5 separate regions of the Zea mays genome follow, and all the other regions are linked to region 2. A link is a contact called in public Hi-C data. All regions are on one chromosome and are shown on one strand. Each heading gives the region's core, a stretch centred on a gene start, on an enhancer-like site or on the middle of the called end of the contact. The rest is flanking DNA. Distances are from core to core; before and after follow the strand shown.

What was found. Hi-C and Micro-C count contacts between places; a contact is called where the count stands out from the background.
Region 1: a Hi-C map of bundle sheath shows a contact between it and region 2, with 2.3 times the contacts expected there. The contact joins the promoter of LOC100501494 here to the promoter of LOC100501277 in region 2. A contact is called at or near these places in 3 of 25 Hi-C or Micro-C datasets (bundle sheath, endosperm and leaf).
Region 3: a Hi-C map of leaf shows a contact between it and region 2, with 9 times the contacts expected there. The contact joins the promoter of LOC100274487 here to the promoter of LOC100501277 in region 2. A contact is called at or near these places in 16 of 25 Hi-C or Micro-C datasets (bundle sheath, ear, endosperm and 5 more) and 1 of 3 datasets of contacts at active chromatin or transcription factors (leaf).
Region 4: a Hi-C map of leaf shows a contact between it and region 2, with 4 times the contacts expected there. The contact joins the promoter of LOC100274557 here to the promoter of LOC100501277 in region 2. A contact is called at or near these places in 6 of 25 Hi-C or Micro-C datasets (bundle sheath, ear, endosperm and 2 more) and 1 of 3 datasets of contacts at active chromatin or transcription factors (leaf).
Region 5: a Hi-C map of leaf shows a contact between it and region 2, with 6 times the contacts expected there. The contact joins the promoter of LOC100283121 here to the promoter of LOC100501277 in region 2. A contact is called at or near these places in 6 of 25 Hi-C or Micro-C datasets (bundle sheath, ear, endosperm and 2 more).

What each region holds. Positions count from the first base shown.
Region 1 is chr5:58,274,527-58,277,955 of Zm-B73-REFERENCE-NAM-5.0, reverse strand. It overlaps LOC100501494, which reads left to right and starts at 2,051. Exons shown (of 10, transcript XM_020537505.2): 1 at 2,051-2,458; 2 at 2,605-2,881. The coding sequence starts at 2,686.
Region 2 is chr5:58,056,725-58,060,647 of Zm-B73-REFERENCE-NAM-5.0, reverse strand. LOC100501277 reads right to left here and starts at 2,435. Exons shown (of 3, transcript NM_001366923.2): 1 at 679-2,435. The coding sequence starts at 1,773.
Region 3 is chr5:58,201,291-58,204,950 of Zm-B73-REFERENCE-NAM-5.0, reverse strand. LOC100274487 reads right to left here and starts at 2,270. Exons shown (of 11, transcript NM_001353544.1): 1 at 1,963-2,270; 2 at 812-1,021; 3 at 255-399; 4 at 1-156. The coding sequence starts at 993.
Region 4 is chr5:57,899,726-57,903,279 of Zm-B73-REFERENCE-NAM-5.0, reverse strand. LOC100274557 reads right to left here and starts at 1,546. Exons shown (of 2, transcript NM_001148912.1): 1 at 736-1,546; 2 at 1-658. The coding sequence starts at 926.
Region 5 is chr5:57,855,210-57,858,686 of Zm-B73-REFERENCE-NAM-5.0, reverse strand. It overlaps LOC100283121, which reads right to left and starts at 1,908. Exons shown (of 4, transcript NM_001156023.1): 1 at 1,587-1,908; 2 at 1,412-1,506; 3 at 131-581. The coding sequence starts at 553.

The DNA of each region.
Region 1 (3,429 bases), core at 802-3,301, 220 kb before region 2:
CCACGATGACATGTACTTAGAGCACTAGCTCCCCTCCGCTAGACACGTTAGCACACTGCTACACCCCCATTGTATACCTGGATCCTTTCCTTACGCCTATAAAAGGAAGGTCCAGGGCCCTCTTACAGAGGGTTGGCCGCGCGGGGAAGGACGGGACGGCGCTCGCGTCAGGCCGCTCGCTCCCTCCCGCGTGGACGCTTGTAACCCCCTACTGCAAGCGCACCCGACCTGGGCGCGGGACAAACACGAAGGCTGCGGGTTTCACCTCTCACGCCTGTCTCCCTCCGGCTTCTTCCCCCCTTCGCGCTCCGTCTCGCGCCGACCCATCTGGGCTGGGGCACGCGACGACAATTTACTCGTCGGTCCAGGGACTCCCGGGTTCGAAACGCCGACAATATTAAACTGCATTCATCCATGTTGCCAAGCTGAATCTTTATTTTTTAGGGAGCAGCGACCTGCGCTGTTGCTTTCGGATAGTTCGTCTTGGACTCACTGGCAAAAGCTAGTCTGGCTCGGTGGCTCCGGTTTTGCAGAAAGGACTGCACTGCCTACCTACTATCCGTGCTGCTGTCTGCTACTCTACAAACTACACGTATGGAACTATGGACTATGGAGAACAAATATTGTTTCACTATCACGGTTTCACTGCATCTGGTGTCTGGTCGAGTGTTTTGAATATCACTATCAATGTTTCACTGCCTACTACTCTCTGTTATGTGTGAGAGCGAATATTGTCTTACTGTTGAATATTAAATATTGATTCACTTTTTCACTGTTGAATGTTAAATCTTGCTCTCTTGAATATTAAATATCCTACTCTACTACCGTTGAATATTGTTTCACTGTTTTGGGTAGTTTGCTATTACCCGAACTCGTACCCGAAATTACGGGTACCCAAAATTACGGGTACCCGAAATTACGGGTAAGAGTTCGGGTATAGATGTTAGAAGGCCGAAATATAAAAAACCCAAAAAATCCGGCCCAAAATACCGGGTAAACCCGAACGCCCAGCCCTACTTACGCTCCTGCATGACTGATGGCCCGTGGATGTATCCTGGAAGTACTGTTCTAGGGAGGACGACTAAGGGCATAGCCAAATTCTGTATCTTAACAGATATCAAGGAATAAGTGTAAAAAAAAGAGACAGTATCTTAATGAATGAACGTTTCTAACACGGTTCTCTAAGTTTACACATAGTTATGTCCATACAACTCATATAAATAAGTCGTATCTTTAAACTTAAATACATTGAGTTTATGAATGAGTTTCGTAGATGTATTTAGCGCTTAAAGAACCACAGTATAATATCTAGATTGTACATGCGTCGTTGTCATCCATCCATACAATAAAAAAGATGGGAGGTAAATAACCGGACAGATGAAACAGCTGCTCGTCCCATGTGTGTCCGTCGCTACTGTCTGTCCTCCCTCCCCGTCCCCGCCGGGGCACGGTGCGTGTGACTGGGCGTGCGAAACGTGATGCACGCGAGGCGTACGTGCCTGTGCTTGTGCGGCACCTTGTTGTGTACAAAAAGGCTGTCACGAAATAAAAGCATGGCGTATCCGTCACTCAACCTCCGGACTCGAATTCTCAAGGGGGAAAAAAGGCCATCCCATCTCTCTATGGGATTCTTTGTTTGGGATTATATATATGCACACACATATAAAGGAGTACATATAAAGCAGTAATAATATTTATAACACTAGATAATAACTACACATTATCCTGCAGTATATTTTTCTGTCAAAATATTCGTGCTAACCCGTAGATGTCACGGCACCGTACGTGGAGTTGATCCATGCCGATGACGACGGACGGATGCATGGGGTAGAAGGTGTGGATGGACGACTCATGCGTATCACCCGCCGTCTGGACGAGTCCGATCCGCCACCTTTGCATCCGTTTTTTTTGGAAAAAAATTTGTTGCAGCCGGCCTGAATTTTTTTTTCTTTTTTTTGGGTGCGGGGGAGGGCCTCCTAGCACGACACGGCACGGAGCGTCGTCGATGATAATATATATACTCAAGACGACCGACCGATCGAGAGCCGCGTACGTCACGTGCCGCGCGCCACGCCATGCCATGCCATGGCATGGCATTGCCAGTGCCAACTGCCAAGCCAAAGCCACGCACGCGTCCGTTTCACCGTCCGGCGGCCTGGCCTCCGCTGCCGTCTCCGCAACTTACCACCACCGGTGCCGCCAGTGCGCTGTGTGTGTGCCTCACGCGTCGGCACCCACCCACCAGTCCACCACCACCACCCGCTCCAGTCACAGCGAGCGAGCGAGCGCGGGCCATGGCCGAGTCCATCCATAAATACCCGCCCTCCAGCTTCCCAGTTCCCACTCCTCTCTCCTTTCCCCTCCGCTTCCGCAGACGGCCAGGCCAACGCAACCGCTCCTGCCATCCGCACCAGTCCCCCCCTCCCCTCCCTCCCGGACTCACCCGGCCGCCAGCGGGGTAAGTCGCCGGCGGGCTTTCTTTGCATGTTTATTTATGTAACCCGGCCCGGCCGAAACAAAACCCCCGGCCGCGCGCACGCCAAGATTGCTGCCCCCACCCCCCTGGCCTCCGCTCAAACCACCGCTCGACTTCTCCTCGTGTAGGTTTGGCCGCTTCCTCCTCCTCTGCGGCGGGAGCGGGACAACAGACACAGGGGCACAGAGGAACCGGCGCGGGGCGGCGCAATGGGGGACGCTGCGGCGGCGGGGACCCTGCACAAGAGCTACTTCGACGTGCTGGGGATCTGCTGCCCCTCCGAGGTGCCCCTCGTCGAGAAGCTGCTGCGGCCGCTGCCCGGCGTGCGCACCGTCACCGTCATCGTCCCGTCCCGCACCGTCATCGTGCTCCACGACGCCGCCGCCACCTCGCCCGCGCAAATCGGTACGCCACGCCACGGCCACGCCCTTCCCCTTCAGTCTTTCTTCTTCTTGTTCTGCAACCACCGACCGTCGTTCCGTTTCCGCCTCGCCACGCCACGCCACGCGCGCCGGTGTCTGGCTCCTCGCTCGCCCCTACCTCTTCGCCGCCGGAGACGCGGCCGGACCGCCGGACTTGGACTACTGCTACCTAGTACTAGTCCCCGGCCGCAGCCCGCTGCCTCCCCGCCCGACTCCACCTGCACATACGGCCGACGAACGACGTTATTAATAAATCAATCATAGCCGCGGCCGCCGACGCCGACGCCAATCCCACACGACACGCAATCCTGCGCGTTTTCCACCACCACTCCTCCTCCTCCTAGCCCTAGAATAAAATCACACACGCACAACAACAACAAAAAAGAAAAAGGCAGAAAAATGATCGTACTCTTTGTTCATGCCTAAGCAGCAAGAGCATCCGGGCTGGGAATATGTTTACCAATGCAGGGGATCACGCCAAAAGATCGTTCCTTTGCAAAGCGACACGCAAAGAAGCTCGTCTTTTTATCC
Region 2 (3,923 bases), core at 1,186-3,685:
GAAACGATACCAGCTTCTTCACTCTGGATTTTCCTTTTCCTGATCGTTGTTGCTTTTAATAATCCTTTATTCGGTTTCTGTTTCTGGCGATCAGCTTCAGAATCCAGAAATACGCAAATAAGCATTTACTTCACAATTTCAGTTTAAGGCACAGGCCTCCAATGTAGGACCTGTGAATTACAATGGTTTGAAGTTTTTTTTGTCCAAAGCAATTAGGACCAAACTAAGATATTTCCTTTTACTTCAATTGAATTCAAAAATTGCAGATACAGCATAATGAGGGCTAAGTTTGTTATAATGATTCAACTCGAAGAAAACAACCATTTGGAATTTCCTTCTGCCTGGCCCATTGAGCCAGTAAAGTCAAGTACTGGTGGGCATACTGTACTATTTCATATTAGCAAATTTCAGACACAGATTTTCTTCTGGGAGAAATCTGCCATTGACAAGAAATGCGAAGGGACTGAAACAAAGTAATGCATGCCAAGATTTTCTGATCACTGCTGATATAAAACAACAGACGATCTGTACTTTTACTGAAGTGAAACAGATTCTACTTACCAGACGATATGAACTAATGGCAGGTATAACTCAGGGTTCTAAGAGCTCTAGCCATCTTTAATTTTTAACTGGAAATGTAAGATCTTTTATATCTTTAGATAAGCTGGAAATACTTACTACCACATGAGCAGGGGACAATGGCAAGTCAGGCCCATTGCCATCAGCAAACGCAGAGCCTCTGCCACACCACGCCTTGAGCACCCCGTCAGTATTCAAGCTAAGCCCCAATCCTGTCTCTGGCAGTGCCAAAGCTCCATCGTCATCGCCATTGGCAGGCTCAGGACTCCCCTCCTCGTATATTGTCCCCAGTGACTTCTTCTTAGTCTTCTTCTTGTCTGTCACCTTGGCCATTGCCACTGAAGGCGGTGGTGCCGGGGTAATGTCTTTCACAGGTATGGCAGGGCACATCCACCATTCAGGATCGACACTATGCCGCTTCAGCGCTTGATTGATGATGATATTCTGATCCTGCCGGAAGCTGAGCCCGAGCACCATAAGGTTCCTGAGGTAGGGGTGCATCTTGGATCCGGGCATGTTGGAGTCAACGCTTGAGCCTGATACGGACGCCCCGTTGTTTTCCATAGAGAGCTTACCCATGATGCCATCGATGCCCTCGGCCGCGCTCTGGTCGACGCCGCACAGAATAGAATCGGCGTCGAAACCGTCGTCATCGTCGAAGCCAAGATCCCTGCGCTCGTCAGGCGCCGCCGCAGCGTCGTCAGGGGTCGCAGGAGACGGCGCCGGGTCGCGGAACTCGCTGAAGACGCTGCTGACGGCAGCGGGCGACGGGCAGCTTTCGGCGGCGGGGATCCGCGGCGTCAGGTCGCGGAGGAGGAAGGCGGCGTGGCCGCCGGGGACTGGGAACGGCGGGAGGAGGTCGGAGCAGGACGAGTCGTCGGCGAGCGCGGAGGCGAGGCCGAGGAGGCGGCGCGGCGCGGCGCCGCCCCTGGCGACGGGGAAGACGGAGGGGTACATGGACGCGAGCAGTGCCGCCGCCTCGTTGTACGTCTGGCTGGACCGCTTCCGCGGCGTGCGCGGGCGCTTGAGCGACAGCGACGCCACCGATGACGAGGTGGCCGACGAGGAGACTGCGGACGCGCTGGACGCCTCCGAGAGCGTGGAGGACGCCGCGGAGTGCGCCGGCGGCGCGGCCTTGACCATCTCCAGGTCCGGCAGCCGGATGCCGCCGGCCGGGATGCACGACGACGCCATGGCGGCTCTGCCGATCGGTCAGTCAGCGGATCCAGCAACGGGAGGAAACGGACACCTCACCCAGAGATCGCGACTTCCCTTCTAGAACTCATGAGGATTCTTGTTTTCCAGCTGGGCGGATGAGCTCACGGATGGAAGCGCAAGCGGGGTGGGGAAAACCAGCTGGTTGGCGTCCTAAACCCAACCGGAACAACCAGCGCAAAACCCCCCGCCCCCCACCAGAAAACCAGCGGAAAAGGAAGAAAATAAATGGGGCCAAAGCGAGGGGAGGGGACCGCGTGGAACCGGAGGAATTTCTTGTTCACGACGCCACCACCAGCTTCTGCTGCTGCTGCTGCATCTGCACGGCCGGCGGCCTCGCGGAAGGAGCCAAAGTGCCGTACCGCCGACAAAATAAAAAAAATGCAATCTCGGGAAAAAGGCGATCGCCGAGAAAGAAAAAGAGACGAATAATCAAAGCGGCCGGCCCGAGCAGGAAGCCAGGAACAGCGGGTGTGGCTTGTCGCTAATCAAGGCGGCGGCCGCGTCAGCAGCACCAGCGAGCTGCGAGCACCGCACCAAACTTGGAAAGTAAACGAGCTTGGGCTCAGGAGGTGCTCGTGGCAGTTTCGGCAAGGAGTGGAGGAAGGAGAGGAGGGCAGGCAGAGAGAGGCAGCGTGGACGGGCGGACAGCGGAGGCGTGGTTCGACTTGGTTGGAGTGAAGTGAACCGAGCATCGGGCGGAGGAAGCAGAGAGCCGTCTCCGACTCGATCAGGGACCGGGAGGGAGCAAGCAAGCGAGACCTAGCGCTTGGATTCGCCCAAGATGACGAATGAGGTTTTAGCGAAGGGAGGGAGGAGGACCCACGTTTGGCCTTTTTCTTTTTCTTTTTTGGCGGAGGTGGAGCGAACAAGAACAGGAGGTGCGGCGGCCGGCGGGCCAGCCGGCGCCCAGAGGAAGAGACGACGAGGTGATGTCACTGTCCCATTTCCCCACCCGCAACGCACTCGTCACCATTCCGGTGGGCCCCGCACAAACCCTCCCTCCCTACCAGCTCCCGGAGTTCCCCGTCCCATCGCTTTGCTTCGCATTTCCTCTCACCTGTGCCGCTGTGCGGTGTGGTGATCGGGAGCTCTCGCCTTTGGCACGTTGCGAGCTATGGCTGCTCCGAGGTACACGTGTGAGTGCGTGAGCAGAGCTCGATCCAGCTAGAACTACTCCTAGCGCGCGTCAGGCGTGACCGCCGCGCCCCCCCCCCCCCCCCCCCCCCTACTGGTCCAACTCACGTGTGACCCGCGCAGAGACCAGGGGAGGACGAAAAGAAGAGGTCGAGGCCCGAGAGAGACTTCTGACAGTGCCCCTCGCCCCTCGTTAGTAGCTACCGTCGTGCTGCTGGTGCCTGGTAGAGTGGTCGTCTGCTACTGTCACGGGCGCACTACACACCATCACCTGCTGCGTGTGCTCGTCTCCGACTAGAGATGGCAACATGTAAAAATCCGCTCGGTATTACTTGCACAAATCCATACCCGTGAAGAAAAAATATGCCCGCTAAAAAATTCATACCTATGACGGATATAAAATTTTGCCCAAACTCATACCCATGCGGGTTTTGGGTACCTAACGGATTTCCCATACCCACTAACATCAACATAAAAAATAATTTATCATGTAAATAACAATCAATACATTAATAAGCTAGGATAAAAGGAACAAGTGATAACTAATTTTAGCTTAATATTTGTTACATTAAGTTTATTTCAATTAGAACATATTCAATTAATAATATTATGAGACATATTTATAAGGAATGATGATTTTAAGGCGGGTTTTAAAAACCCATGGGTTTGCGGGTATGAGTAGTGGAAGAACAAACTCATGCCCACGTACCAGTTGGGTTTTCATTTGAACCCATTAACAAATCTATGGGTACAGAAATTAACCCAAACTTATACCCTAATAGAGTAAAAACTCACCAGGTTTCGGGTAGCGGGTACCCATTGCCATCTCTATCTCCGACTCCACTCCAGGCTCCAGTCCACGGGAAGGACAAGGCAAAGATGGAGTGGTGAATCTTCCTACAACGCAAACCAACCAAAAAAGAAACAAAAAGATTGAATAGAAATCGTGGTGTGGTGGATTTTGTGACGGCGATTTATTACTAACTACTCTC
Region 3 (3,660 bases), core at 1,021-3,520, 140 kb before region 2:
GATCACAACATCTTCACCAGCTCTATCAAGTCCACCTCCTGTTGGCCATACCCCAGTTGGCAATCCGAGAAACTGAGGGGTGTGTGTAGTCAATTTCTGTACCTTCATGTCTCTCTCAACATGCTTAACTCCTGGCGCTTTCCTCAAGAACTCAGCCTGGGACAGAAGAACACTACGTTGAAACAAAACAACAACCAAGAACTGAAATCGAGAAAAGGACATGTGCCTCTAAGCAGAATTGAGACTCCAAATACCTGCAGTGACGACATGTGAACTGCAAAGCCATTGATAAGATGGTGGTAGCTATAAAGCTTCTCATACGTTCCTTCTACTAAATGTGAGTCTAGGAGCTTGTCATGGTGCCCTCGGAGGTGGAGGGCATACGATGTAACAGCTTCACTGCAAATCAGTAGATTTGGGATGAAGACAAAACCATTGGTGTTAGCAACATGCTAAGAACAAGCAGACTGCAATACAGTATATAGTCAATAACTTTCAGGTTTGATATCAAGGATCCTATAGGAAGGTGGAGGCCATACGACGTGACAGCCTCACTGCAAATCAGTATATTTGGGATGAAGACAAAACCGTGGCGTTTGCAACATGCTAAGAACAAGAAGAGAGCAATACAAAATATAGTCAGGAACTTTCAGGTTTGACATCGAGGATCCAATAGGAAAAGTAACAGCAGGCGAATTCAAACAGCAACAGAGCTTGAGAAATGAAATCCAACAACAGTCAGTCCTGCATTCGTTTATGCTTGAGAGCCATGGCAAAGAAAACAAAAGCATCAGCAGGGGTAGGTAGGTACCTGGTAACGTCCATTTCCTCGTCCAAATCCACAGCAGTTGCCGGAAATCCGTCAACGCCACCTCGGTAGCTCACAACCGGATCCCCTTCCATCACCACGATGTACACGTCATGTGTTCCAAGGACCACTCGTTGCACTTGCACAAAGATAAGAAGCAAACAGGCGAGCTTGATCCTCCACATCTTCCAACAATGTCAGCGCCCGAGAAACCTTCGGAAACGTGCAGAGCGAGAAAGCATCAGGTGACACACGATATTCAGCACAGACAAAGACATTAAACATCCAACTATGGCCAGTCGAAAAAACTTCGTGACGTCCCCCTCCAGCCTCCAGGCCAGCAGCGTTGGTCCAAGGACCAAGGGTAGAAGTACAGCGGCGACTAGGCGGCAACACTGACTGCCGCGCACGTCAAGGTGCGGCACCGCACTGTTCCAGCCAGTAGGTGCCCGCGGTGGCAGAGCTTGCCCGCCTCACAGGGACCCCCTCCCCCATGGAGGTGGGTGGGGGAGCGCATTTACGGAACCTCTTAAATCAGGGGTGGGCGCCAGTGGTACTAAAATGGCGCAGATTAAGGGCATGTACAGTGGAGAGACACCAAAACGGTTCTCCAAGCACAGGAGACAACTAAGAGACTCTATTGTACAATGGAGTGTCTATAAACGTAGTCTATTAATAAATACAGAATTAAATGTATTTGTATAGCATCAGATCGATAGAACAGACGACAAATTCGTACAGTGGGAAGTGAGGCGTCTGTTGCTACTTGGTTTACGAGCCAGAGGCGTCTCTTCACGGAGAGACGGCTCTAAGATTTTTTTGCAAATAAGCCCCTTAAACACCTTAAGAGACTCCACATTAAACACCACTGTATGCCCTAATGACGCGAGTAGTAGTGAGCGATACATGAGGACGGCTAGCGCCTTGGACGCAATGCATTGCATATGCACGCGTTTCGTTTCCCCCAGCAGCCCAGCTAGTAAAATCTTGTCACGTTTAGTTTCAAGTGGTTGGGGGGAATACAGAGGAAAGAGCATTTCGATCGGGTCGTTCCAAGGGCAAGAACAAAGCGGAACCTTTCTTTCTTTTTTTTTTTTTGGTCTCCGACAAGGAAAAAACTCTTGCGGCAATCAATGAAACCGAGGATCACTCACCTAGTGTGTGACTTGCGACAGACGGCAGAATCTCCAGTCTCCGCTCCACCCCAGTGGGCACCGAGGGAGGAATGGCAGCGGCGGCGGCGGCGGCGGTGGCGGCTCCCAAGCGCACGGATCAGTCGGCCTTGACCGCGCCACCCAGTGGCGGCGGCATGCCCGGGCGCGGCACTGGCGAAGCAAAGAGATCGCTCCGCTCGAGGGCGTTAGGGTTTGGGGAGCGGAGTGGCCGCGGGAAGTGAGCGGAATGGAGGCGAAGCTGAGTGCTTGCACAGCACAGTTCCGCTGGTGCTGGCTTGGTTAGTGGTGCCGTCACCTTTTGGCTGCCTCCCTTGTCTTTAATGGAGGGATAGGCAATGCAATTGCAAGGCAAGGCAAGGCAAGAATCTCGATTTTTTTTTCCTATCCTTTGGGTGCTTTTGGCCCCCAGGCGGCCAGGCCCCACTCGCCCTGCTCCCGCTCTTGCCACGTATGTAGGTGCGGTGGCCCGCGGTGTCAGTGGTACAGGCGCTGTGAATGCGTCGTACGGAGGGTTTTTTGAAAGATAGTATCGTAATAGAATCCACGGCGACGCGTCCTCCGGGCATGCGTGCCCCGCCGCATGGGGCATATGGACATGGAGGTAGCTGTTACCGATTCGGAACGCGTGCACCTGGTCTTGGTGGATTGGCGAGGGATAAGTCCGACCTGTCAGTGGAATTTGGCTCATGGACCTGGTCTTCGTCGGTAGCACCAGGCCGCTTAGGGGGCTTCTCGTGAGCGCGTGACTGACACTGACTGACTAGGCCCAGGCTGCCAGGCAGGGCCGCCGCGGGAGCTAGTGGGTCCAACGGGCCCCATGGTACGCGTCCAGGGCGGGAGGAGCGGCGGCTGCGCCTCGGTACTGGCGGGCGGCGCCGATCCAGCACTAGCCGCTGCGCACCCCGGGTTGTCTGTGTGGCTCGGGACAAGTGTCGTGTCGGTCGGCGCGGGATGGGAGAATGACGGGGCCACGTGAGCAGCAGGATGCCCTGCCTGCCTGCCGTGATCACGAGAGATGCCGGAGAGAGAGACGTTGCTTGTGTCAGGTCAAGCTTTTGTGTTTTGAATGAACTAGCTGAGCCAGCCGCCTGATCGTCCGGACTGACAACTTCAGCACCAGCCACTAGGATGTTGCTAAAACATCCGACTTTATCACAAATCTAATATTTTAATATAGATATACATAGAATTTAAAGCTAATTTTTGACAATGTTATTAAGAATATTATGAAGTATTTAAATAAATTTGTATATAATTTTTTATGTATATTATTTTCTCCCTACAACAAAAAAGTGAAAAAACATCCGAATCCGTATTCGAATAGACATCCGAAGTTTATATCAATTATTTAAAAATATATAGAATGAATTTAATGTTTATTTTTTATGAAGATTAATAGCCTTAATGCTAAAAACAAAAATATAAATTTACATAACAAATTTTATATGTTATTTGTTCATAATCGAAGAAAGAAGACCAAAAATTTGATATCCGAATAAATATTCGGATCCATCCCTACCAGCCACTAGCGCCCCGACGAGGGGGGTTTTCGGATAGGATTGGGATGATTTTTTAGAGAGAAAATAATGCAGTATAAAAAGTTATTATGTCTTTAAAAATATATTTAACAACATGACTAAAGATTAGCACCAAATTCTATACACATCTATATTAGAA
Region 4 (3,554 bases), core at 297-2,796, 160 kb after region 2:
AATCCTGTCTGCAATTTGGACGTCAGTTTCTTCAGGATCTCTGAGCTCGCGCAGTTTCTTGGGATCCTTGCAATCCTTCAGAACGTCTGAAACGGCCTGGGCTTTCAGTAATATTGATTTCTTCTTCTCTATAGCATCATCTCCTTCCTTATCCCTGTAACCGCCAGGTAACTTTGTGGAATGTGGAACTGAGCGCATTAGATCTGCCAACTTCTGTACCAGTTTGACTAGACCAAGCCGCTTTAGCTCTCTCATAAGCATCCGGTACGTGATATACTGGGGCACCATCCCTCTCTCAAACATCTGCTCGAACTCCGCAAAAGCCTCCTCAAACTGATGGCGTCGGCAAAGCAAATGTATCAGCATGGTGCTGGTTGCAAGATCTGGCTCAAAACCACTGTTTCTCATCTCCTGAAGCATCTGCAGCGTTAATTCAAGCCGGTTCGCCTCACACAACATCTTGATCAGAAGGTGGTAAGTGAGCCGGTCTGGCGCGTAGCCATTGCTGACCATCTTCACGTAGAGGTTCATTCCCAGATCGATGCTAAGATTCCTGGCAAAGACCGTGAAAAAATAGTTGTATGTCCTTGCAGTTGGTGAAATGCCCCGCCCCAGCATGGCCTTGAGCACTCGACTAGCCCCAGCAAGGTCTCCGTGCCTGCAGTATCCGAAGACGAGGGAGTTGAATGTCGAGATATTCGGAGCCACGCCATAGAGGGGAAATTTTTCGAGCACCTTGTGTGCGTCCCCGAAACGGCCTGCATGTGCAAGCGCATAAACGATGGGGTTGCAGGTGAGCAGATTGGCCTCGATACCCTCCTCCCGCATCTGGTCAAGGAGCGCCATCGCGTGGTCAGGCCTGCGCATGACGCAGTGCGCGTCGATGAAGGTCCCGTAGGTGACCACCGTCGGCCGCACGCCTTCATCGCGCATCGCCGCCCAGAGCTTCTCCGCCTTGTCGAGTCGGCGCGCGCGGGACCACCCGTTGAGCAGGATGTTGTAGATCCGCACGTCGGGCGCCCACCCGTCGTCCTCGCGCCGGATCTGCGCGACGAGCAGCGCGGCGGCGCGAGGGTGGCCCTCCTTGCAAAGCGCGTCGATGGTCAGGATCAACGGGGAGAGCGCCTCGGCAGACGGCGTGACATCGCTTTCGACGGCGTAGCGGCCCGGGTGGCGTTGGAGAAACCGGAACGTGCGGACCGCGGAGTCGGTGCGGCCGATGCGAGCGTAGCGGCGAAGGAGCGGTGCGAACGCGGCGAGCGGGGGCGGCGGGGAGGCGGCGGCGGGCTGGAACAGGAGGAAGCGCCAGGCGGCGGCGAAGAGGCGGCGGGAGGCGAGGAGGGAGACGGCGGTGGCGGCGCCGGCCCAGCGGGCGAGGGCCGGAATCGCGGAGTCCGGGAGGGTCGGGAGCGCGGGGCGGAGGTGCTGGAGCAGCTCGGGCGTCGGGGCGATGCCGGAAGTGGCGAGGAGGCGGGCGGGGTCAGCTCCGCGGAGGATGGAGACCACGTCGGCAGCGGCGGTTGGAGTTGGAGGATGCGTCTCAACCATTGCACTCATTGCCTTCCAGTGGAACGGATGCAGTGTGTGTCTTCAGGTGACGTCGCCACCGGAAGTGCCGATGTTCCCAACCTCCGGCGAGAAAATTGCATATTTTTCCCCGAGAAAATTGGATTTTTGCCATTACGAAACTTAGAATTCGCCCAAATGCCATTATGTAAACGCGTTTCGTTAATACGCCATTCTCAAACACTAACAGACAAAATGCCATTTAGGGGGTTATTAGCAACTTCACCTTGTTTTCGTGTCCTGTAAAACTTTGATGGGACGCCTTTGCCCCTGGACAAAAGCACCGCCGCTCAACTCCACATCCCAGCCTTTCACCGGCCGCTCAGCCTTTCACTGCAAATGCGTTATATTTTGCCAAATAGCAACCACACCATCAGTCTACAAAGCATACATGACAAACATTTTCAAACAAGGAACTTCAGTTTTTACCCTCCAAATCATTGGTAACCTGTGCAAATAAAAAAAACTGGTAACCTGTGCACACTAACAGATTCAACATTTTCAGCTTCTAAACATCTGTTTCAGGTAACAGTACATTTGATAGCACACTACGATCTCCATCAAAATAACCACGATCTCCATTAAAGTAGTAGTTCATCTGACAGCACACTACTCCCACTGTCACCCCTACTTCTAATAACCACGTTGTTGAGGAGAGTGAGGCCGACGCGGTGCACGTGGGCGGGGCGGCGGGTGCGGAGCCGGCGGGCGAGGCAGAGGTAGTCCGAGGCGCCGTCGCCGTCGTGCTCCTCCAGACACAGCAGGCGCGCCTCGTCCTCCGCCGTCGTGGCAGCCGCGACCGCCGCCATCGCCGCCGCCATCGCCGCCGCCATGGAGGACGTGGGTGGGGCGCCGTCGATTTTGGCCGAGGGGAGAGAGAGGATAAGAAAAGAGAGATGACCCGGGTAAGAGAAAAGAGAACGGCGTTTTTGTTCTAGGGGCAAAAGCGTCCGATCAACTGATGACAGCATAGTAAAAGATGTTTATTTTTCAAATAACCCCCTAGATGGCATTTTGTCTGTAAGTCTGCGTTTGAAAATGGCGAATTAACGAAATGTGTTTACATAATGGCATTTGAACGAATCCGAAGTTTCATAATGGCAGAAATCCAATTTTCTCATTTTTCCCCTAGCGACTGGGGTCGCTACTTTGCCATTCCGATTAGATTAGGCCTGAAAACGGACGGACGGTTACTGTTACTGGTTTTTTAACAACGGACCGAAACGGGATAGCCGGTAACAAAAACGATCGAAAAAAATCCGAAAATCTGAAAACGATATTAATACGAATAGAATTATAGTGGTACCGATCGATAAACGGTTAATCAAGTTGGGACCTTCGCCTAAATCATCAATAGCATACCATAACAACAAACAATCTAAATCATCAATAGCATAGCAGCCCACAAATAGTTTAAGTTCACATAACATCAAATTTCCAGCACACCATCCAAATCAACAACAGCATAACAACCTACAACTAGGCTAAGTTCACAAAACATAATAACTTATTTAAACTTTCTTATTTTTGTCTCAGTTTGCCAGGTGCCATTCTACAGCTACTCATAATCATCTTGTTCACAGAAGACACAATTTCCCCCTTATCTGTAGCTTCTTTTATCTCCTGGATCAAATGAATGAAATGAACAAGTTACAATTTTATTCATATGGTCAGGAACAGATAGTTGTACATGATACTTTCTTCACTGCTATATGCAACAAACTATTACCTGTGAACTGACACAAACAGTTACAGCTTCCCATAATCATCCATAGCATCTGGGCCATTTTCTTCGCTGCTATATGTTGCATTCTGAACATCATGCTTCATTGCAACATCTAGTGCATTCATAACATCTTCAAAATCATACATCAAGGATGGCAGTTTCTTGGAATCTTGAAAAACAATTACATAGAAAGCCATGAGCATGATTAAATTAAAGACATGAGCATTATTAAACTAAAGACATCAACATAGCATGCATATGT
Region 5 (3,477 bases), core at 659-3,158, 200 kb after region 2:
TTCATGTGAGAAAATGATCATACTTTCTCAATGTAATGACTGATGACAGATTACTGAACATATATACATCAATAAAGAAACAAGAGCAAAGGACATAACTATTTGAAAACAGGATCCTTGCGAAACTTACCTGAAAAAGGAAATACTGGCAGTGGTCATTGGATAGTGGTTGAGATGACTTAATTATTTGATGCAGATCAGTGTCCATGAGCTCATAAACCAAGTAAACGTCCTTGAAGCTCCTTCTATGCGCAGGCATCATTATGTCCTTGAGAGCAATAACATTCTCGTGCCTCAGGTGCCGAAGGAGTTTCAGCTCTCTCAGCGTCCTTAGCGCATCCACACGGTTGTCAAAGACGTTGTTTATCTTTTTTATCGCGACTTTTTCATTGGTCTCGCGGTTAACAGATGAGCAAACGATTCCGTAAGCTCCTCTTCCGATGGGCTTGATCGGCACGTACTTGGTGTCGATCTCAAACAGTGTCTGCCACATAGTATAGTAATGCTTTCCTTGACTTGCCATGCCATTGGGGGGATCCACCATCATCGCCATTTTCTGCCAAGGAGCACACGCCAATGACCTAGTAGGAGATAAAATTATAAGAAACCAAAAGGTGAAGCGTCATCAACTCTTTTAAGAGAATAGGTTAGCTTTCCTAATACTACACGCAGGGAACACCAAGTCATGTCATACGAACCGTGTAATTTTCTTAATACTGTACACTGGGAAGACCCAGTCAGGTTGTACAAACCGTTTAACAGACAACAGAGTGAACTTGTGCAAATTTCTTACTTTTGCTAGTAGCATGAACAAAAATAATGAATGAATATGCTCTTTGCAATGATGCTACGAAGAATTCAAATTGTTCGTTTTTTTTTGACCAGTTGGACTTTGATAAGCATACTTCCTAAGCGAAGGCAAGGTCCCACTTTGATAACATGCTGTAACCCCCAATTCCCTAATCTCTCTGAAACGACTTTGACAAAACGAAAAGAGAGGCAAGAGTCTGTCTTATGTCCAAATCTTTTTTTTTGGTTCGTGGAGGGAGCATGCATTAAACGAGCACGTCATACGCACACGCACCCCTAATCCAGTCCCAACCTCACTGGAGCGCCAATTCCCGCGGCAGGCAGCGTTGATTGGACTCCACCATAGTCGGACGCGGCTCCCCGAGCTAAGATCGTCCGACGAGGAGGCAGAGCAGTGAGCACCGCCACCGATAAACAAACAGATATAAAGAAAAAGAAACACGGAGGGTGGAAGCTCAAGCTCGGATCCCCACCCGTCCCTCCCTTCCGCCGCCGCTCGTCGCCGGTCTGGCAGCGTGCGGAGTCGAGTGCCGCGGCGGATCGGCCGGACCGAGAACCGAACGCACGCAAGGCATAGGAAGCGGGCACAGGTCGTAGGTACCTCGGGAGTAGGGGCCGGGGGGGCGCGGTCGTCCGCCGCCCGCTTACGCTGTCATCGTCGCCAGGATGGCACGGCCGGGCAGGATCCGCCGCTCACTGCACGGGCAAAAAAGGAGGGGCGTGAGCTGCGGTCGGGATTCGAAGCGCTGGGGCGCGGGGAGTGGAGCGCCACCCACCGTCACCGCCTCCGGCACGCGCGGCGCGGCGTCCACCGGCCGCCGCCGTAGCAGATCTGGAGCCGTGCGTGGAGCGGAGCGGGGAGGGGGGATGTTGGGGCAGGCGGGCGCGGTGGGAGGCTGGGATGGGAGCTAGCGGGCGAGACAAGAGAGAGCGAGGCGCGGGCCGGGAGAGCACTGGCGTCGTGGCTTGCTATTTTTATTGGGGAGACCCGCGGCAGAGGGGGGTGCGTGCGTGTGAGGGTGAGTGTGGGAGCAGGCGGCGGCAGCCGAGGCTGCGCAGACGCGGGCACGCGGCAGCCCCGCCGGGCGCGGGGGCGGCTATTTGCCAGCGAGCAAACGGAGCGGAGCTGGCAGTGGCATGGGCGTCATCCGGTGCGCGCCGCGCGGGTGACGTCGGTCGGTCGGTCGCTCTCTCGTCCGTCCGTCCCCACGGCTGCACGGAACGGCAACAGCACAGCACACAACGCCGCCTGTTTCCTTTCCCTTACCGGAACGCCGCCGCACCGGCACCGCTCCACTCGCCCAGGCGCAAAAGCCTGCCCTGCCCGCGTGCGTCGCCCGCCAGCGCCAGCACACCCAACCCAACCCCCAGGCCCCCGCATCGGGCATGTGGGCCGCCGCCTTTCCGCTACGGTTACATCACGCCACGCGGCCGGGCGGGCGGCTTGCTCGTTCGCGTTGCGTCCGTCTCCTCCCCTCCCCTGCTCCATCGCGTGGAAAAGCGCACGCGTCATTGGGCCGCGCTTGCGAGCAGTTCGGCTACGGTTAGGAGGGGCTCCGCTCGTAGCCTTTGCCGCGGCACATGATCATCAGGGGCTCTCCGTCGTCTCTCCGCCAGGCCGCGTGCGTGCGTACATGCATGATGCATGTGGTTGTCTCTTTCACCGTCGGTCGCCATCGCCACGTCGTCGTCCAATGTGCATGCAGGCGCCTGCCGCCTGGCATCTCGCGTTGAGATCCGGCCGCTCCATCCCTTTGCATTTGCAGGAAGCAACGGGTTTCCTTTCCTTCCCTTTCTTCTTGCTTGGAAACGAGTCGATGGAACCTAGAGATGTTCAAACGGATCGAGGCGCCTGGTAAACCCATAACCTAGCACAGTTTTACTCTCACGGTCTGACCCCAACATAACCTAGCGCGTTGGTTAGCAGGCGCGTCACGGTTGGCCCGGCCTAGCCTGACCTGGTTTTATGTTTTCCCATTTTTCTATAAATATCTATATTACACATTATTATAGGTATAAAACATAAAAACATGTGTCATTTTTGTTAAATGGACGTAGATACATTTTTAATTAAATCTAACTATCATGGTTTAAATCTCTATTTCTATATATTTTTAGTTTTTTTTTGCTATTTAAACGTGAGAAGAAAAGAATATGTGAACTTTTCCCTTCGCCGACTTGGATTGGGGTTGGAGCTGAGCTAGCTGCCTTTACGGCTTACTCGTGCCAAGCACCAACGTGCGTGACAGTGTCTAGACAGGGCCTTGATTTGGCTCGTTTCCGATTTTTCAGCCTTTGTCCATGGCTTCTTGCCCCGTGATGACACTACCCACCTAGGGCTTGTTCGGTTATTTTCAATCCATATGGATTGAAGGGGATTGATACGGATTGAGGGGGATTTTGACTTACTAGGGATTGAAACCCCCTCAATCCCCCTCAATCCATATGGATTGAGGTATAACCGAACAAGCCCCTAGCGTGGGGGTTAGCCCGATCAGTTTCTTTGGGTTTTAGAATTTCGGGTATCTAGAGACTATCCAAAATTAGATTGTTCAGATGATATAACCAAAATTTTGGGTAATTATAAATTTTAGGTTCGCATTCCGGTAGCTCGTCCTACCTAAATATCAGTCAGCCTAAACAATTCACTTCTAAATTATACATCAG